Regions from separate parts of the Mus musculus genome. Here all the other regions are linked to region 1. The links are chromatin contacts, called in public HiChIP or PLAC-seq and promoter capture Hi-C maps. All regions are on one chromosome and are shown on one strand. Each heading gives the region's core, a stretch centred on a gene start, on an enhancer-like site or on the middle of the called end of the contact. The rest is flanking DNA. Distances are from core to core; before and after follow the strand shown.

Evidence for each region. Promoter capture Hi-C pulls out the DNA fragments that hold promoters and counts their contacts. HiChIP or PLAC-seq counts read pairs in DNA pulled down with a chosen protein or histone mark.
Region 2: a promoter capture Hi-C map of embryonic stem cells shows a contact between it and region 1, with 6 times the contacts expected there. The contact joins the promoter of Prdm13 here to the promoter of Wwp1 in region 1. A contact is called at or near these places in 7 of 39 promoter capture datasets (cranial neural crest, embryonic stem cells, hippocampal neurons and 3 more), 1 of 15 datasets of contacts at CTCF or cohesin (large pre-B cells), 1 of 484 Hi-C or Micro-C datasets (CD4 T cells), 5 of 115 datasets of contacts at active chromatin or transcription factors (astrocytes, embryonic forebrain, large pre-B cells and 2 more) and 1 of 9 other capture datasets (adipose tissue).
Region 3: an H3K4me3 HiChIP or PLAC-seq map of forebrain shows a contact between it and region 1, with 5 times the contacts expected there. The contact joins the promoter of Nkain3 here to the promoter of Wwp1 in region 1. A contact is called at or near these places in 4 of 39 promoter capture datasets (cranial neural crest, frontonasal cranial neural crest, hippocampal neurons and 1 more), 1 of 484 Hi-C or Micro-C datasets (uterus) and 3 of 115 datasets of contacts at active chromatin or transcription factors (astrocytes, embryonic stem cells and forebrain).

Annotation. Positions count from the first base shown.
Region 1 is chr4:19,707,270-19,711,554 of GRCm38.p6, forward strand. It overlaps Wwp1 (WW domain containing E3 ubiquitin protein ligase 1), which reads right to left and starts at 1,735. Exons shown (of 25, transcript NM_177327.5): 1 at 1,570-1,735.
Region 2 is chr4:21,683,436-21,687,720 of GRCm38.p6, forward strand. It overlaps Prdm13 (PR domain containing 13), which reads right to left and starts at 2,528. Exons shown (of 4, transcript NM_001080771.1): 1 at 2,076-2,528; 2 at 415-546; 3 at 1-103. The coding sequence starts at 2,363.
Region 3 is chr4:20,776,114-20,780,398 of GRCm38.p6, forward strand. Nkain3 (Na+/K+ transporting ATPase interacting 3) reads right to left here and starts at 2,555. Exons shown (of 6, transcript NM_001290410.1): 1 at 2,149-2,555. The coding sequence starts at 2,202.

The sequences.
Region 1 (4,285 bases), core at 485-2,984:
AACTCATGTAAGAAGTACCCTCTCTGAACTCGACTTGAGACAATTTTATATATTTATGAAACATACACACACGCACACAAAGGTATTCTGGGCATGGTGGCATAGACCTATGACCTCAGAGGCAGGAAGATGGCAAGTTCAAGGCCAGACTGGGCTTTGTAGTGAGATCCTGCCATTTATTCACAGGGACATAAAAGGAGCATCGGTATATAACCCAACACACATACCTCCTCCATAGCCTGCAAAGACAGAAGCTGCTAACCATTTGATCTACATATACCTCCAAATACCTCACTGTCATGCAGTTGATGCTTAATAATTGTGCAAGGATGTAACAGAAATTTCAGCCAACTCAAGAGATTACCATCTCTTTGAAGGCAAGAGACCTGATCAGCCATGCCCTGGGTTTCAAAAGTACAGTGTCTTAAAAGCAGCTCTACATTTTACGTGAAGAATTATTTGGAAATGTTAATAATCTATGTCTCAAAGAGCTAAGTCACATTTCTCAAGCATCTCAATTTCAACAGCTCCAACACTTGGACATTATCTTTGAATTTAAAATGTTAACTAGTTATTTAAAAAATGGTAATTTTCAGTCAGCTTAAGCACATAGTTTTATGGCTCAAGGAAGTTAGATAAATGAAAGAATGTCTTTTTTAAAAGGAGAGTTTTACTAGCAGTTACATACAGACTTGGTGAGACATGTTAAGTGGATTTATACATAAGCAAAAACTCTTACAGAAACCTACAGACAACTGTGAACAGGGTATTTCATCAGGGGTAAAAAAAACACCAAATGGGGAGTGGGAAGGTAACTCTGGCATTTTTTTCCATAACTCTAAGTAGCGGCATTTTAGGGGGAGGAATTCAATTTTATGCACACAAAAAGATGAAACATTAACAGGGAAAACACAGACATTTGTGAAATATTTTATGGTGGACGAGTAAAATATTTCAAAAGCATAATAGATACACCTTCTTTTTGGTAATAATGAAGAGGAATCGCTTAGAGCAAAAGAACTTACAACTCCAAACCGATGAGTAGAAAGCCATACAGCCCTAAGCCACAAACTGATCATTTAAGGACTGTAAAGGCTAAAGGCGACGGGCAAAGTACCAAATCCTAACAATACTACATTTTAAAAGAAGATTTAAAGGAAAAGGACCCAAATCACGAGATGAGGATTAGAAAATTTTGCAAGGTCACTTGAACCTACCAGGTCACCAAAGGTGGAGATTAAGATTGTTGGTGAGAGGAGGTGCGGAGTCAGTGAAAAAAAAAAAAAAGCTGAATGCTAAAAACGTGTCAGAAAAGGACGTTCTGAGGCTGGCGTCCCGGCTCGCGCCGGTGGGATCCGGGTGAAAGTCAGGGCAGCAGTTCTGAGGCGGGGAAGCTGGGACGCCAGCAAGCCGCCGGTCAGGAGGCTGAGCACTGCAGTCACCGAGCCACTTCGCCGGGCTCCGGTGTCACCCGCACAGGCCGGTGCCAGGGCCAGCTCGGGGCAAGCCCGGCGACCCCACCCCGGCGAACTCCGGCCCGGCCGCCCTCCAGAGCCCCGCTGTACTTACCCGCGCAAAGCTGCGGCTCCCGGGGCCCGCAGCCACCGCGGCGGCGCCTCCTCAGCCCTCCGCGCCCAAGATCGCCATCTCGCAGCAGGCGTCGGCCGGGCAGCTCAGGCCGCCCGCAGCCACTCGGATCCCGCACGCCAAGCGCGCCGACACCCGGCCCTCCCCCCACCCACCCCGGCCTACACCTCCCTTCCTCGGGAGCGCGCAGCGTGCTCGCGACTCCGCTGCCGCTGCCGCGCACGGGCGCGCCTCCCCGCCGGGGCCGCTCTGAGCCTCTGGTCCAGACCGGGAATCCAGCTGCCCTCGAGCATGCGCAGCGAGCGCGCGCCCAGCCCGCCTAGGGGCCACTCCGCTCCTCCGGGTCTTCCAGGCGGTCAGGCGGAGAGGCACGCCAACCAATAAGGGAGAGGAGGTGGAGCCAGAGCCGGAAAGGGGGCGGGGCAGCCGCCGGGAAGCCGGTGGTGACTTGTGAACAGCAGCTACCTGGTCTGTTCAGTCAGCTGCAGAGCTTCCTGCATAACCTCAGGGAAGACCCTCCAGGCACGTCCGTGCTTTCGCAGCCAAAGTAGGCTGCGAAGGAAAACCCCTTGACCTCGCTTTAATATTTGATTTAGGGTCCATTAGTAATGGTAGTCACACGAGACCATTGTGTTGGTAATGAAATTGTTCCTTTCTCTTGGCACCACAGTGGCCCAGGGACAAAGCTACTACTGATTGAGCAAGTGCATATATCCCTTTTCGTACAGTTAATGGACACAGTAATTCTGAAAGGTAGCTGTCTCTTGACTCTTTGACACAATGAGTCAACTGGTTTAGAAAAGAGCTGTTGGTAATTTACATTGCGAGAAAGGTCACACTGCAGTGTAATGACCACATTACTCACCATATGGCCCGCCATTCTACTTCAGAGAAAGAACAAAAGTTCTTCCAGAATAAATAGTACATTTAGCCAAACACCTCAGCTAGACCTCACAAATTAATTTAAACCCACCCCAGAGCCGACTAGTTCTCTTGTCAGAAAAGTTCACGAATCCTGGCTTCTTGTTGCCTGTGACACCTTTAACTTCACTACTCCATAGGTAACAAGTTCTCAGCCTAATCACCTTGTAACATTTCTGTTCTAAATATCTTGTTAACATTAAACCACCTTTCTGATTCACTCCGTTGTTGCTGCAACTTTTGAAGAAGAGAAAAAAGTAGTCTACCAAGAAGAACACTAAGGCTCCATGAGTATTTGTAGGACTCAGTAAATACCACTTGAATGAACAAACGTTCATTCTTTTCCACTCTGGTCCATTAGTTACTAGCCCCTAATTTTACATATAAGTTAGGGGCATATGCCTATGGTGCACAAAAATCTCTCAAAAATGTACATGACAATTTTACTTTTCTTCAACCTATTCCTCTTGCTGTGATAAATGACTGGTCCAAAACAACTTAAGGGAAATGGAGTTTACGCTGGCTCATACCTAGTGACCGGAGCTTGAAGCAGCTGGTCACAATAAACCAGAAGTGAGGAAATAGAGTGAGAGGCATGCTTATCATGCCTTTGTTGCATATAGCCCATGGAATGGCCCTGCCCACCTCAGTTACCAGAAGCAAGATAATCCTTTGAAGGCAATGTCAATAGGCCATCTCCCAGGTGATTCTAGATTCTGTCAAGTTTCCAGCGGACACCAAACATCATGTCACTCTAATGCTTAAGGTCATTGGGCACAGTAATAACCTGTCCACAGGTCTTATGACAACGTGCTTTTCAGAGCACCTTCAAGCTCATATGCTATTTGTAGTGCTAGGAGATTACTGAATGTGTCCACTTGGCTGTGTGTTTAAACTGTGTTGCCTTTACATTTCCTGGACCCTTTTTTCCCCCCTGTAAGATCTCTGTAAATAAATGTACTAGCTGCTTCAAAATGCTCTTCACAGGGGCCTGCCTTTCTCCAGAGCGTGTACAGACTTCTCCTTCTGCCTTCCTGTCTCAGTCTCTCACTCCTCCATTGGTTCAGACTTTCCCTAAGGCCCCAAGAGAAGCCCCTAGGTTCTCCTATGCCCTAAGTTGACGCCTAACATCAAATATGTGTTACTGTTGAATATTTTGTAGTTTCTAGTGAACACCGTTCTTTGTATCTTCTCATCAATCATTTCCCTTGTCCTTGTTTACTGTCTCATGTTAAACCTGCCAAGGTAATCACAGAGTGCGCGTTAAGTTTAGCCCCCCTGAAACACATGAACAAGGTGCCGTGCAGAGAGAGTGTAGGCTTAGGAGACACATTGCTGGGATCAAAGCACAGCTTGGCCACTGCAGACACAGTCTCACTTTCATGACCTTAGAAACTACCTATGAGGCCTCTCCTTTCATTTAAAAATCAAGCAAAGCCCACTGTAAACTGTATTTTAAGACTGCATTGATCCATGAAAAAAAATGTGTTGACATTATACTTTAAAATATTATATTCGATATTTACATTTTTTGTATCACTCTTCATAGGAATTAAGCTGCTTCTGTGGGCTCTGAAAGTATTGTGAGCCACAAGCATTGCACCTCTGTTGCCTAGTACATGATCCAGCCCAGGTGCCAGCACAAGCTATGAGTTACTTGATCTGATTATACCTAAGCTAGAAAACTGGTATAGTGATAACTACATGACATAGTAAAAAATAAGTGATTTGCTACAGGTACAATACTTACAGACATCTAACACATAGGCTAGTCTAA
Region 2 (4,285 bases), core at 1,278-3,777, 2.0 Mb after region 1:
GAGTCGCAGTTGTAGGGATGTCAAACCACTGAGCCAAGGAGTTAGAATACCACACAGTCAGCTCTTCCCCAGGCTGGACGTCTCGCAATGCCCGATAGAAGATCTAGGATACAAAAATAAATAAATAAATAAATAAATAAATAAATAAATAAGGTGCTGTGTTATTTCCTGGATGACTGGGAATAAAGATTAAAAGACTGGTACTGTGATCCTGGAGATGCTGCTGGATAACTTGGAATCTCATCCTTCATCTTTTAAATGACAAAGCAAAAGTATCTTCCTTACAAGGTCATTGGGATGTTGAGGAGAGAATTCTTGCCTTTCAAAGTTCTTTGCTCATGAAATGCTTGGCTGCCTTAGGGACCATTAGTAGATGAAACTGGAATTAATAACAATGAGGGGCTCTGACAGTACCTGTCCTCCTGGTAAGTCTGCAATAGCTTCCAGAGTCTGTTCCTGGGGATTCCTGGCTGCCCGGATTAACCCTATCCACTCCAGAGGGGAGCCCCCTGACTCGTCCACCAGCTCCCCTCTCACCATGCGCACCTGCAATACAAGCAGTGGTCATTACCCAATGTGCCACAGCCAGGCTCACAGCTCAGAGGAAAGTTTATCCTACAGCCCACGGAGCTCAGGAAAGCAGATGTGTTCTCTTTGACCCAGCCTCTAGTAGCTGCTCAGGGCCCCAGCTTAGAGAGTGGAAAAATAAAGGAGTCTGGATAGTAGACAGTATCACCACCACCACCAACAACAACAACAACAGCAGCACACACACACACACACACACACACACACACACACACACACACACCTTGGAAACACCAGCTGGAAAAAGCGTCCTCTCAGAGCTCCAGGATGCATCTTATTGCAAAACTCACCAGCTCTTCCCTAAGTGATGTTCTGGGATCCTTAACACTGAGAGAGAAGTGGTTTCTAAGTTCAAGCAGGTCCTGAAGCCTGATGCAGTACTCCTACCCTGTTTCTCAGCCTCCCGATTCTCTAGTACCGTACTAGGCTGCAAGTGAACTCAGCAGTGAGATGCTCAGAACAAAGCGAGCACGGAGAAATTTTGCCTGCAGCTAGCAGGCCATTTAAAAGCAATTAAATTGCGTTTAAAGAGAGAGGCGTGGTGAGCTTCAAAACCCGGTGTTGCCTGGGATGAGAGACACCGGGCTTTCTAGCACCGGAGAAAGATGCTGGCCCTGCTCCTCCTATGAAAGATACTTCTTATAAGAAAGCTCTAGGAGGTTACTAAAACCAAGGTCTTTCTCTTTTAAACAAGCGTTCCATTTCATTCCCTGGTTGCTGTCTGCCAGTCCTTGGCTACTAAAGCGCCCCCCACCCCACCCGCTGCGATCAAGAGTCTTTACTTTCCCTCTCTGGTCAGGGATCCTGGGGGTGTGTTGAGGTTAGGGGGGTCAGAGTGGGAGAGTTGTACCTGGGGCCTCAGACTCTAAGAGCCAGCCACAAGGTTTAACTAGGTGTTCTTTCGAGGGTGGGCTCCCCTACCTCTCAACAGACATCAAAATTAATCACCTTGCTCATCCCCTCTCCATCTCCTACACAAACCTACAAGCAAAAGGGGTTTGAGTGGGGATATATTCCCAGATCTAAGAGCCTCCCAAGGACTATCTCTTCGGTGAAATGGAATTAAATTGTTTAAAACAAAAATGTAAGCTTCATATTAGTAAAGAGAAGAGGAGAAAAGTCCTCTCCGTCCTATGACTACAACGAAAATGGTACCTTTGCAAGGAAGGCAAAGACTGAGGTGGGAGCTAGGAGTCTCCATCACCTTGCTGAGGACATCCTGGAGCGCTGAGAAATCACCGGTTCCCAGAGGCCCCCCATACCTACAGACCCTGGCGCACTAAGGTCTGTTCCAGCTTAGCTCTGCCCTCCCGTTAGCCGGCCCCACGTCCAGCTCAGTTATCAGACTTGCTAAGGATAATCAGATAATTCTGTCCTGCAGATTTATCAGGTATCCCTTTTCTCTGCTGCTCGTCTCTACCCCTTTTTCTGGATCAGGGAAATAGGAGGTGAGAGGCAAGGGACGGAGATCCAGAATGGCCCAGTACCTTTTTCTTGGGCCCTGGTTCCCTGCGATCTGACAGGTACTTGCCCAGCTTGAAGGTGCCAGGCACCGGCCCAAGGCGCAAGCCAGCCGGGATGCAGCAGTCAGCGTTCACGCTGGTGGCCGAAGTGCGAGAAGTTCCGTGCATTGTTGCCACCGCCGCCAGGCAGACGCTGGGGCTCGCGGGGTCCTCCACGGGGCGCAAGTGACAGAACCAGGAGCAGCCGCATGCAGAGGAGGGACCCGCACCCCGACGTGCGTCTTCTGTCCGCGGAGTGACGTGGGCGGGCATGCACTGCGCCTTTTCAATCCGGGCGGGCGCCTTTTGGCACTGCGAGCGCAAGGGCGCGGAGTTTGGTGAGAGAGTTGCGCTGTGAAGCAGCTGCAGAGTCCCACCCGAGAGGGTCACATGGAGTGGTTCCCTCAGCCCCCTGCATAATCGAGGCCTCTGAATGGCTAGCACACAATGGTCCAGGCGACCTTCCCATTCCTAAAAATCCAATTTGTCAAGGGCGAAGAAAAGGCGCTGGTGAATCAAAGGTCCGGCGGGACCATTAATCCTCAGCATGGGGTATTGTCCCTGAGACAGTTACGATATTTTAAGTGACAAATCCACTGTATAATTTCTCCATAAATTTTACTTCCTTTTATTGTTCACCGACAAACCAGTTTTGGGAAATAAGTGACTACTTTAAGTCTACTTGGCTGATTCCTTTGAGCCTTGGTCTACTTCAAAGATTCTTAATTCTCTCCCCTTGGCTTTATTGTAAAGGAGATTAAACAAAGGGACGGGGACTGTTTGGAGGACTTGTTAACTTCTATTGATTTCTGGCGTGTGCCATACAGAAATTAGGCAGGTACTTGATGGGAAAACACCAGAAAATACCTACACTTTTTAAATAACGACCATAGTACCATTTCAGGGATTGGGTTCAGGCCAGTCCACAGTTTAGAACCGCTTTAGTTCTTTCCTAGACCTCGATCTACCCCCAAATATGAAACCACCAGAAGTATTTGAGAGGGCGAAAGCCAACTGAGTATTACGTCTCCATCTCCCTGTAGCACTCAGGGTCCACACTTTCTCTGAGAGTAGGAAGCGGCCACAAAGCCAACAGCTTCGTAGGAGATCTGCTCTGCGGATGGAGCTGCAGCGTTGAAGACCTGGGAAGTTCTCCTTCGGGATTATTAATCACGTCTTCCCACCGGCAATCAATTCAAACCTTGTTTTGCTTTAAGTTGAAATGGGGGGGGGGGTGGTTAGAAAGTCCTGACACTAATTTCTCCATAACCAAAAGGATATTGTTTTAAACCTTATTTTTAAAGCAAACCACCACCACCAAAGTCATCTCTCCGTCTCCCAACGGGGAAAGGAGTGCCCTAGAGGGTATTTGGGTCAATCCTGGGCACCTTTCCCCAAACCCCACGCTGCCATTACTGGAGCCACCAAGAAACTCCTGCAGAGGCCCCAATGCTGTGGTGTCCTCACCCCCATCTTGTTCCCACCCCCCACTTCATCCAGTGCTCACAGAAAGTAGAACAGAGGACCCTGAGCAAAGCGCTCACTGCTTCCTCCCTGTGGCCTTGACCAAGAAGTTGCAGTTATCCCGCCAGAACCTGGAGAGGCTCTGGCTACCGGATGTCAGGGGAGCAAAGTAACAACTCTGTTGCAAGTTTGAAGAGGGCCCTTAAAGTCGCTTATTAAGCTGCCCTCTGTTGGAAACTTGTGCTCACAAGACTCGAGATACCTTTTCTGAATTCCTTGGAGCCTGGTTCTCCAGACCTGAAAAGTGGGAATGGTGGATACAAAGGGTTCCTTGCCTCCCTTTCTGCTGTTCACCCCAGTTTGTTGGATAAGTGCAAAGTGCATACCAGTGGCATTATGAAAGTCACAGAATTCGTTGTTTACATCAATGGGAAAGCCAGGCCAGGTCAAAGGTCTCAGGTCTACGCAAATGAAGACAAGGCCACGCAGGGACACAAAGAAGACAGACTCGGTGTCCACTCCCAGGTCTATGTAGGTACACCTGCGTGAGACAGGAGAGAACCTCTTGGTGGGACTTGAATAGCCATGCCTTTTGTGACTACACAGAGCCTTGCCGGAAACTAGTTTCTAAGATGGCAACCTCTAAGTTTCACGCTCAACCTTCCAATTGCTTCTCTGACGGTAAAGAAGGCTATCCTCCAGAGATAGAAGAGAGCCTTTGATCTCGGGGG
Region 3 (4,285 bases), core at 1,305-3,804, 1.1 Mb after region 1:
GTCACATCAAAACTATAAAGACAAGAGCTTGTCAAACTCAACAAAACAAAAGAATTATTCCAGAAGTAATTTATAGTACGAATTATTGTGGTTTTTTTCAATGCAGTACTATTCTTTATAAGAACTATGCTATCATGCACTAATTTAATAATGTGGTAGAGAAGAATGCTGGCTAGTTTGTCTTGTCAACTCAACACAAGTTGGAGTCATTTCAGAAGAGAAAAACCTCAGATGGGTGAACACCCCTGCCAGCTTATCCTGCACATTCTCTTAGTTACTGATTGATGTGGGAAGGTCCAGCGCACTGTGAGGGGTGACACCTCTGGACTGGCTGCTCTGGACTTGAATAAGAAAGCAGGCTGAGAAAATCACAGGAGTAACCCAGTAAGCATCACTCCCACTCCCCAAGGTGTCTGATTCAGGCTCTGCTTTCAGATTCCTGTCTTGAGTTCCCACCCTCATGTTGATGACAGACTGTGTTATGGATTTGTGTGTTAGTGTCTTATCATAGAGGTAGAAACTCTTACCTAGACAACACATATACTTTCTTTTGGTTAGGATCCAGTTATGAAATTCGTATGATCGTGTCTCCACCTCTACCATACTACAACTTACTTTGGGGGGAAAAAAAAAACTCTATGAGTTCCTCATGGGCAAATTAGTGAAATTGGTGAATTGAATTATGATTGTGTGAAACCCTTACGTGCAATATGAATGTAACACTAAAGTATGCCTTTACAGGTCACACAATCCAGTGTGCCTTAGAGAAACAAGAGTTGACCGAATTTATTCCTTTTTTTTTTTAATTTAAAAGCCGAGTTCACTTTTTAAAAAAATCAGTATGTAAGCTTTCTTTTGAGGGTTTTCACCCCAGCTAAAGAAAAAAAATATCATGCTCATGTGTAAGTTTTAAATTATTGTTATTTCAAACACATTGTGGAATAGGCTATCCAATAGTCTTCCGGATTTATCTGTTTTGCGTGTATGATTACAGAAGAATAAGCACATATACAGTGAAGCTTTGGGGGGAAACTGGAAAAGTGAGAATGTTTAAAAACCTCCAGTGAACAAGGACTAACTACTGAGCCTCATTATTACTTCTTCCCGTTAATGAGCCCTGCTAGAGCTATCACCATTAGGTAAAGTTCTCTGAAAGCCTTGTCAAAATACACAACTTACACCTTTGTGGGTTCTGACAAAACAAACGCAATGCTTCAAAGAAAGGAAGTGCCGCGGGGAGCCTACAAGGTCTGCTCCCTGAACTAGGAGGGAAAAAAAAAAAAAAGACTATGAATCTCACTCACAAAAGTCTAGCACAGGAGATTGCAGCCTTGACTTCTGGTAACCACGAAACAGACCACAGAATCAATCCTAATGACAATAGGACCCAGAGTATTTGCATAGAATCAGAAAGGTCTTTTATCTTTGCACCCTGATTTCCAACTTCCTATTCCACTCACTCCCTGGGCAAGGGGCCAAGCCAAACAGAAGCCGGGTTCCCTTCTTTGCTCTGTTCACTCCCCAAAGACAGCTGTCAGTCCGTCGCATCCTGAGCACGCAGCATTTCAAGAAAATCAAAAGAGGAACTGAAAAGGCAGAGGCTGAACTTGTGGTTCCCAAGCACAACCACATGTTCCTGGAGTACTCCACTCCTCTACGATCGCCTTCCAGATACTGAAAGAGAGGTGAGATTGTAGCTCTCTCAGTAACTAGCTGCCCTCAAGCACCTTCTAACCAAACAAGAACCTATCTCCAGAAAACCGTCCCAATAAGAGCAAGCTCCAAACCCAGGCATAACTTAAGCAGAATTGCAGAGGATGCACACGCTAGGTGTCCAAGAGAGGGGCGGGGAAAATGCTCTCTCCTGGAACGCCACCCCAGCTGCCCCCGACCGCGTGGCGATGCCGGGTGGGGGCGCAGTGAACCCAAGCGCGTGGGACCAGAAGTGAGACCGCGCCCTCCTGCGGGCAAGAGCTACCAGGCGGGAGGCACAGATAACCTGGAAGGGACAGAGAGGGTGGGGGATCCCTCTGATGCGCTCTGCCGGCTCACCGGTCTTTAGCCGGGAGCTTCGGATCCAGGGACAGAGCCCTACAAGCCAGTCCGAAAAGCGGGCTGTTTCCAGACCCGGACGCACTGGGCACTTACCAGCTGCAGTGCGCAGAGACAGACCAGCGAGCAGCGCCCGGTGCAGCAGCCCATGGTGCGGCCAGCGTCCCAGCAGCGCCGCTTGAGAGAGATCTGGCAGCTCCGGCTGTATCCTGCGACTTCAGAGCAGCCCGCGCGGCTCTCTCCCCGACTGACCGGGCGCAGGCTCCGGACCCCGCGGCCGGCTTTCTGCTTTCGGACTGGGGCTCGCTGTCGCCTTTGTTAATCTGCGTGCAGGGCGGGCGGAGGTCAGCGCGGCGCGCCCGTGCAGTGCGTCTGCCAGGGGTCCCTACCTCCTAGCGCGAGGGTCGGCTTCTTGAGGAGGGGGAGCCGGGCGGAGGGCGGGGGATGGAAGAGGCTACAGCTGGTGAGTGGGTGAATGTCTTTTAGGGGAGGGGAGTATGCAGGAGGTGGGTGTCTGGAAAGTGCGGTGGGCTGTCTGGGTCGGTGTGTGAGAGTGTGTGCTCACGCGAGTGTGTGTGTGTGTGTGTGTGTGTGTGTGTGTGTGTGTGTGTGTGTGTGTGAGTTGGGAGGGGATGAATGAAAGAGAGCGCCTCTGGGGAGGATCGTCTTGTCTTGTTAGGAGTCTGGGGAGAGAGAAAGAGACTGTGGGAGGATGAGATTGAATGTGAATGAGCTTGAATCTGGGAGGCCCCCAGGGATTTGAAGCCTAGGCTCACGGAGCAATTGTGGAGTCATAAGCTGTAGGTTTTCTTTCTGGGTGTGAGGAGTGGGTGAAAGCTACTGCAAAACCTGGAGCTAGGTTTACCCACGCTGCCCTGGAGAGGTACATGTTCTGTTTGGTGTGTGGGGAGGAAGGACCAAGAGACTTGGAACTCAACGTGAAAGCACTCTACATAATGAATGGCCAAGGTAGGGCAGTGGACTGAGCCACTGGCATGGCGCTAAGAGGTGGTTCAATCAATAAGGGTCTCAACCCAAGACTCTGGGTCCCAGGTCAGCGGAGATGACATTTTTCGCACCAGGCGCCCCTGCTGGAATCTTCTAGGAAAAGTTGCCTAGGGTCACAGCAGAGCTTAATGTTCCCCCAAGAGCCCAGAGACTAGACACACTGCTCAAACTGACTTAAGGCTTTAATTTGGAGTGCCTTGGGAGTCTTCATAGAGACACTGACAAGGAAAAGACAGGGCCTTTTAATAATAATGAGATATTTCTAGAATAAACACAAATAAGAAGTTGGACAGAGAAAAAGTGAGAGGAGCCTAGAAGTAAAACCTAATTCTAGTTACTTAAGATACCAAACAAACTCTCCACGAATTCTAAAGAAACTGACTACCCTCACATGAACAGAGCAGAGCCCAGGAGTTCTGTAGCTAAATCACTCCTCAAGAATCAGGAATAAGTCGAAAAACCAAAAAAGAAAAAGAAAAAAAAAGAAAAGAAAAGAAAGAAAAAGAAAAAGAAAAAGAAAAGAAAAGAATCAAAAATAAACCCTTGACAAATTGAGTCCAAAGAGGAACAAGGCTGGAAACACGGTTTTTAACCTATTGCTGCTCTCCTGGTAGATTCTTGGTTTATAAGTTAAGAAAAAGTGAAGGCTAGGTCAAGTGTCTCTTGCCTCTTAGCACTCTGGAGGCGTAAGTAGGCTGATCTCTCTGAGTTCAAGGATACCCTGGTCTATAAAGAGAGAAAAGGCAAGAGTATGTATTTAACCCATTCAGACATTAGTTTTGGATTTTTGTTTCTCTTGCAATTTTATGTCCTGCTCTTTGTAATTCCTACAACATACATTTTATTTCTAATGTGGACAACATTGTTCCAAGGAAAAATCTACTCATGGCATCTCTGAAATTATAGTAAGTACAAAAGAGTAACTCAAATGGCTATTAAAAAAAGTCAAAAAACAATGTTTCTTGAAACTCCTGTTCATTCATGTGAGAAGGGGCAAGTGTAGTCAGAAGTGGGGGTTTTTGTTTGTTTGTTTGTTTTGTTTTGTTTTGTTTTGTTTTGTTTTCTATCCTAACTTTAAGACATCCATCATCTCCGGGCAGTGGTGGTGCACACCTTTAATCCCAGCACTTGGGAGGCAGAGGCAGGTGGATTTCTGAGTCTGAGACCAGCCTGGTCTACAGAGTGGGTTCCAGGACAGCCAGGGCTACACAGAGAAACCCTGTCT